2 separate regions of the Rattus norvegicus genome follow, and region 1 is linked to region 2. A link is a contact called in public Hi-C data. All regions are on one chromosome and are shown on one strand. Each heading gives the region's core, a stretch centred on a gene start, on an enhancer-like site or on the middle of the called end of the contact. The rest is flanking DNA. Distances are from core to core; before and after follow the strand shown. Region 1 has its middle 27 kb from the start of C19h16orf95. Region 2 holds the start of Foxc2 (forkhead box C2).

Region 1 (3,102 bases), core at 135-2,634, 410 kb before region 2:
CTTGAGTCCCTCACCCAGGCTTTCTGTCCCTTAGAGACCCTGAAACACTTCTGGAGCACACCGCAGGTGCACAGCCTGGTACCCAAGCTTCAGACACGCCCTGGTTTCCTACCCTCAAAGGCAGATGCAGGAGTCTGGGTATCAAGAGCTCAGCCATGCCTGCTCCATGGCTGCAGGTTTCACGGGGGCTGCAGCCAGGTGCGTGAAGAGCTCTGACACACCCAGGTTACTCAGGCTGGACCCTCCTTGAGGGCCTGAGGGGAGAGGGCATCATGGCTGTTTTTGAGGGTTCCCTCTAGGTCACAGACAGAGAAATCTGAGGGAGGATCTCACATAAGGACATAGAGGATTCTTTCTGAGCGTCTGGAAGGGGCACGGTGAGCAGAGGGACAGCCCAGGCAAAGGTAGAGAGGAGGAGAGACCCAGCCAGGGGCCAGAGGAGGGCCATTCAGGGGAAGAGAGGCAGTGGACACCTGCGTGAGAAAGGACACACTCACTCTCTGATTCCTGGCTGCTGTGCTTCTAGAGTGACTTCGCACCAGGGTCGGTGTTACCCTGTCCCAGGGAACCCGTCCAGCAAGGACCGAGTACACAGCTCCAGACACACACTCCCTGAAATACCGCATCCAGGTTATCCCTGCGGTTTCCTGTTTGAGAGATCAGGTCTGGGAGCAGTCATCCATTTCAAGGGACCCCTGGCTGCTTAGGCCTCCTTGAGACCCACTCCTGACTTGATTTCCCCTACTTCTGCTTCTCTCTAGCTTCTGCTCATCCTTGCTGGTACGGAGGCCTCCTGTGGTGGCTACCTTTACTGTGAGGAGGTGGCCGGACCCAGCTGCCTTTATGCTCATTCCCTAGGCTCCTACTCTTTCTCACTAGGACCTCAGACCCCAGTAGAAGGCTAGATCTGTGGAATCTCCAGGGCTGTATCTGGAGGGCCAGGTGGATCATTCTGGAAGCTGCTGGGTAAACTCTGTAAATCAGTGCAGGGGGCTCTGGGCCTCTGTAGCTTGTGGCTTCCCCTGGCTTCTCCTGGATGGTCAGCTGTGGCGTTGACTGCTATCCTGGGCGGGGGGGGGGCTTTGGATCTAGCTCTGAACTTACATATACCCGTACGTGTGTATACAGACAGGCACGCACGCATATGCACATGTATGCACACACATGCAGATACGTGTGTGTGTGTCTTCGGACTGCTTGCTGTTTGGCTTTCTATTGGGAGGCAGATGTCAACTGTAGGTTTACCAGGGACAGTACCAGACTGTAGGGGCAGTACTGGGGGCCAGGAACGTCTCCAGGTGAGGCACAGGCACACTGTCCCTGAGCAGGACCCCAGCTTCTGGCAGCCAGGAGGAGGCGGAGCCTGGAACACTCACAGGTTTAGTCAACACCCGGAAGTCCTTAACGTGAGAGGGACCCGGCAGCCCTGCCCTCTGCAGCCCCCGCCAAGCACCTCACAGTGTGGCTTTTGTTCAGGGGTCTGGAGTGTAAAATCAGAGTGGCAGGCACGCGGAGTGTTTCCTGGCTCTCCGCTCAAGTGACAGTCTGTAATCCCAGATGTCCCCTCCCCCTGGCTGCACCTCAGGTTCACAGCAAGAGCCCCCACACCCCCCAGCTGATCTCCCTCATTTCTTCAGCAGCTGTGAAGGGCTATTTGTGACACACTCCCGTGTGTCTGTGATCGCAGGGCCTTCCTGCACACACGTGAAGGAGCCTTGTTCGACACGCTGCCTTCTTGGTTTTCAGTGCAGTACAAATATCTTTTCTCTCATTCCAAGAGTCCCGCCATGCCTGTTACCAGTGTGGGAGCTGCAGACTCCATGTTTGTTCTGTCTTTGTTCCAGTGGCCTGACTGATTCCACCACTCATGGCAACTGCCATCTCCCTGTTAAAGTTTCTTTTCTTCTCTCTCTCTCAATTTTTGACTTTTAAATTAGCATGTAGGATAAGGGAGATGGCTCCATCAAGTAAAGACACTTGCTGACAAGCTGACCCCCTGAAGTTGTCCTCTGACCTCCACACACGGGCTTGTGTTCCTCTCCCTGTAAGTACAGATGAAACATTGGATTTTATATGGCATTTTCAGACAAAGGTTGTCTTTGTTGATATTTTTCCTGGACTGGAGTAATTTTTTTCTTTTTCTTTTTTTTTCGGGGCTGGGGACCGAACCCAGGACCTTGCGCTTCCTAGGTAAGCGCTCTACCACTGAGCCAAATCCCCAACCCCTGGAGTAATTTTGTATATGTGTGATATGTGTATGTTTGTGTGTGTGTGTGTGTGTGTGGTATATGTATGTGTTTGTGTACTGTGTTATGTGTGTGTTTGTGTATGTGTGGCATATAGATGTGTTTCTGTATGTGGTGTATGTGTTTGTATATGTGTGGTATATGTATGTGTTTCTGTATGTGTGATATATATATGTGTTTATGTGTGTGTGTGGTATGTGTGTATGTGTGGTATATGTATGTGTTTGTATGTGTGTGTGGTATATGTATGTATGTGTGGTATATGTATGTATTTGTATATGTAAGGTGTATGTATGTGTTTGTATATGTGAGGTGTATGTATGTGTTTGTATATGTGAGGTGTATGTATGTGTTTGTATATGAGAAGTGTATGTATGTGTTTGTATATGAGAAGTGTATGTATGTATTTGTGTGTGGTATATGTATGTATTTGTATATGTGAGGTGTATGTATGTGTTTGTATATGTGAGGTGTATGTATGTGTTTGTATATGAGAAGTGTATGTATGTATTTGTGTGTGGTATATGTATGTATTTGTATATGTGAGGTGTATGTATGTGTTTGTATATGAGAAGTGTATGTATGTGTTTGTGTGTGTGGTATATGTATGTGTTTGTGTGTGGTGTGTGTATGTGTTTGTGTGTGTGGTATATGTATGTGTTTGTATATGTGAGGTGTATGTATGTATTTGTATATGTGAGGTATATGTATGTGTTTGTGTCTGGTGTATGTATGTGCTTGTGTGTGATATATGTATGTGTTTGTGTGTGTGGTGTATGTATGTGTTTGTGTGTGTGGCAAGTGTGTATGTAGATGCGTATTGCGAATGGAGGCCAGGGACTGACATCTGTTATTG
Region 2 (3,546 bases), core at 403-2,902:
TGGCGGGCTGCGGCGCGGGAGGGGGCTGCGGGGCGGGCGGCGGCGCCTGCGGGTGGAGGTGACTGTGATGCTGGTGGTGGTGGCCCGAGGCCCCCAACGCACCCTCCTGACCCGCTGCGAGGTTGAGGGCGCCGAGCGGGGAGCCGGGGCCGCTCGGGTGGTCCGACAGAGCCTCGTCCAGCGCGGGCGGAACGCACACGTGCGCAGGCCGCTCGGCCCCGGTGTACAGACTCATAGCCCGCATGCTGCACTGGTAGCCCGCGGAGCCCGCAGCCTCCAGGCCCTGCGCGCACGGCTGTGCGTAAGCGGCTGGTGGAGCTGCGGCGTATGGCAGCGCCAGCGGTGGCACCACCAGGCCGGCGCGCGCGGCCGCTGGGCTCAGATCGCCGCCCGGAGGCGACGTGCGCAGCGTCATGATGGTCTCCACGCTGAAGCCGGGCAGCCCGTTGGGCGCGGCGGCGTGGTGCTCCGGCAGCGAGCCGTCTGGGGAGCCGGCAGGCGTGGAGGCTGAGCTGCGGGGACTGGCTTGCAGCGCGCCCTCGGGACTCAGCGTCTCCACCTTGGTGATGACCGGCAGCGCGGGTGACGCCGCCTCGCTCTTGACCACCACTTTCTTCTCGGCCTCCTTGGGCCCGTCAGCTACCGGGGTCCCTGTCGGGGCGCCTTTGGCCGAGGCAGGGGGCGGCTCCTTGAGGTGGGCCCGCTCCTCCTTATCCTTGGGCACGTCCTTCTTCTTGAAGCGCCGCCGCCGCCGCAGGAAGCTGCCGTTCTCGAACATATTGTAGGAGTCCGGGTCGAGCGTCCAGTAGCTACCTTTGCCTGGCTTCTTGTCATCGCGCGGCACCTTCACGAAGCACTCGTTGAGCGACAGGTTGTGGCGGATGCTGTTCTGCCAGCCCTGCTTGTTCTCGCGGTAGAAGGGAAAACGGTCCATGATGAACTGGTAGATGCCGTTCAGGGTGATCTTCTTCTCCGGCGCGTTCTGGATCGCCATGGTGATGAGCGCTATGTAGCTGTAGGGCGGCTTCACCAGGTCCTTGGGCGCCGCGGGCTGGTGGTGGTAGGGCGCGTAAGAGCGGCCCATGCCGGCGCCGTACTGCTCCGGGTGGCCGGAGTAGACGCCCATGGGGCTGGCCATGCCGCCGTAGCTGCCCGCCGCCCGGTAGTAGTTTTGCTCGCTCAAGTAGGGTACCACTCCCAGGGCGTTGGGGTCCGACACCGAGTAGCGCGCCTGCATGCTGCGTCCCAGACGCCCGGCCGCCGCCTGCGCGCACCGACTGCGGCCCGCGGGGAGCGAGGCCCGGAGCAAGAGAGCAGGAAGGGACGGAGCGATGCGGGCAGCCCTGGCTCGGGGCAGCCTCGCGGGCCACGCGCGCTGGCGCTCGGGTTCAGCCGACCGGGCGGATCAGCATCCTGGAGGGCGCACCCCGGGCGGCCCGGCTGGCCGCGCGCTCTCGGACCGGCGGATGGAAGCCCTGAGCTGGCGGCACAGACGCCACGCGCGACCGTGGAGCTAGACCAGCCCTTCGGAGTGCTAGAAAAGGAGACAGCGGCTCTCGGGGCTCCGCCAGGAGAACGGCAGCCCACAGTGTCCGCGAGCTGGGATCCGGAGAGGCTGCGCGGCCGAGCCCGGAAAAAGAAGCGAAGTCCCTTTTAGGGATTGGGAAAAGTTTCAAAAGTCTTCTGGCTCAAAGCGAGTTTTTACTTTCTTCAGGCCGCGCCCCCTCCAGGAAGTTTGCACCAATCATCTGGCAGCTCTAGGAAGGATGGCACCAATCAGAACGAGGAGCGCCTGAATCCGTCGGCTCTAAGACCCAGCTGCTCTTAGCCAGCTTGCCCCCCCCAACCCCAGCTCAAGTTAACCTGAGGACTTTTAAAAATGAGTTACATCTTATTAAATTTTATTTTATTATCACATTTTGTTTAACGAGACCACGTGCCCAGAGCAAAAAATAAAAACCCGTTCCTTTGCAAAACAAAAAGATGATTAGTTTGAAATACAAAATTGAATTGATGGAAGTTGGGCGAAGATCTGCCCCCAAGACCTTGTAAGTAAGAAAGAGCCTGGAGATTTTTTCTTTAATTATTGGGTGAAAAGGCGAATAATTAGACTTATTAATTATCGAGGCCTAGTTGTAATGGGTTCAGAGCAAATGGACTGAGTGTGTGGGGCCTGTTGATCGCAGTGGTGAATAATCCTAAGGACGTTTCCAGGTCGGAGTGTTGAGGATGAGCCCACAAAGGAGGCCGGGTTGTAGAATTCGGTTGCACTCGCCTTCACGAGGGGGTCGGGCTGGGAAGGAAGGTTTGGTGGGAAAGCCAAGCCAGCAAGATAACAGCTAAGGAGCAATTGGTCCTCGCTCTTCACTGAGGCTTAGGTGATCGATCTGCGTCTCCAGTCCATTACCTGGGGCTCGGGGAAGCGAGTGAACCTAACAATTGCTTTCCTGGTCTCCTCTCCCCACCCATGCCACCCGTTCCGGCTGCTCTCTCTTCTCCGTACCTATGAAAGCGCTGCCTAAAGGCAGCCAGCCCCCAGGAGCTGGTGTTCCCGTTCGGTGTTGGGAGCCCCAGGCCTGCCTTCCACCCCGGCTTCGCCGCTGGAGACGCAAAGGAGTGCGGCACTGCGTGGCTTCCGACCCGCTTCCTTAGCCAGTGCTGGGCCCAACGAGGATCCCACTCTGCGGCCAGCATCTTTGGGATCCCGTAAATTGACCATAGTTCAGGCTGTTTGTTTGACTGAGTTTTGATTAGGTGAGTTGAGGATCAAGAGCTCCTTAGAGGGCCTGGTAGCTGAAGGATTTTTTCGTTGGCAGCCTTGCCGCACAGCGACACCGAGTTCCCCCGACCTTCAAGCTTGCTCCTTCCCTCTAGGAATCCCCGGGACAGTTTGTTTATTTGTGGACTGGTTATTTATTCCTTCAACACCTCCAGTCTTCATCGGATCCCTGCTCGTCCGCTTCCTCAGAAGCACTGAGAGGTCCCTACGGAAAGGCTCTATGCCTTGTAGAACCTTCTGGAAGTCGTTGGTCCGGTTGGGCAGGGAAGAAGGCGACAGATAAAACATGTGTTTCAGCCTCTCTTCTTCTCCGACCCCCACCCCCCATCCCCACCGCCGTTAGATTTTCCACTAAAGGCTGTGAGAGAGTAGAACTCCTTTTCAGCTTTGACACGGTGGGTGAGGAGACTTTAGTGACATTACACGGCTTAACATCGGAACAGCAAAATAAGTATTTATGCGTATTATCTTTGACTCGATGACCAGAATTTAAAGGAAAGGGCAGAACTGGGGCCCCTGACCTGGATGGAGTATCTTGGGAAACACATTTTTGTGGCTGCTGTTCTGGATTCTTTTTTTGGCTAATTCCTCCTCTCCCCTTTAAATTCAAAATTAGGGTTCCCGGGCGCAGGTTGGGAGTGGGAGCAGATCTGGGTAGGGGGTTAAACCTTCTCTACTCTCATGGTTCCACTAAGAGTTATTGTACCGATGCCCCTAGTGTATTTGTGTTCACTTTCAAAAAAAGTGACTGTGACAGAAAATGTCTT

What was found. A called contact is a pair of places that touch in the nucleus more often than the background predicts.
Region 1: a contact with region 2 is called in a Hi-C map of Schwann cells, with 6 times the contacts expected there. The contact joins the enhancer-like site here to the promoter of Foxc2 in region 2. A contact is called at or near these places in 12 of 12 Hi-C or Micro-C datasets (the A7r5 cell line, the Rat2 cell line, Schwann cells and 7 more) and 1 of 1 datasets of contacts at active chromatin or transcription factors (oligodendrocytes).

The regions. Positions count from the first base shown.
Region 1 is chr19:66,498,348-66,501,449 of GRCr8, reverse strand. No RefSeq gene overlaps it. Among named protein-coding and RNA genes, the nearest start is that of C19h16orf95, 27 kb to the left of the region's middle. Within about 2 kb of position 1,384, at least 5 of the 93 cell types and tissues checked have an H3K27ac peak or open chromatin away from gene starts, as enhancers often do. A contact at or near this core is called in Schwann cells, where this site is marked.
Region 2 is chr19:66,092,824-66,096,369 of GRCr8, reverse strand. It overlaps Foxc2 (forkhead box C2), which reads right to left and starts at 1,652. Exons shown (of 1, transcript NM_001101680.1): 1 at 1-1,652. The coding sequence starts at 1,237.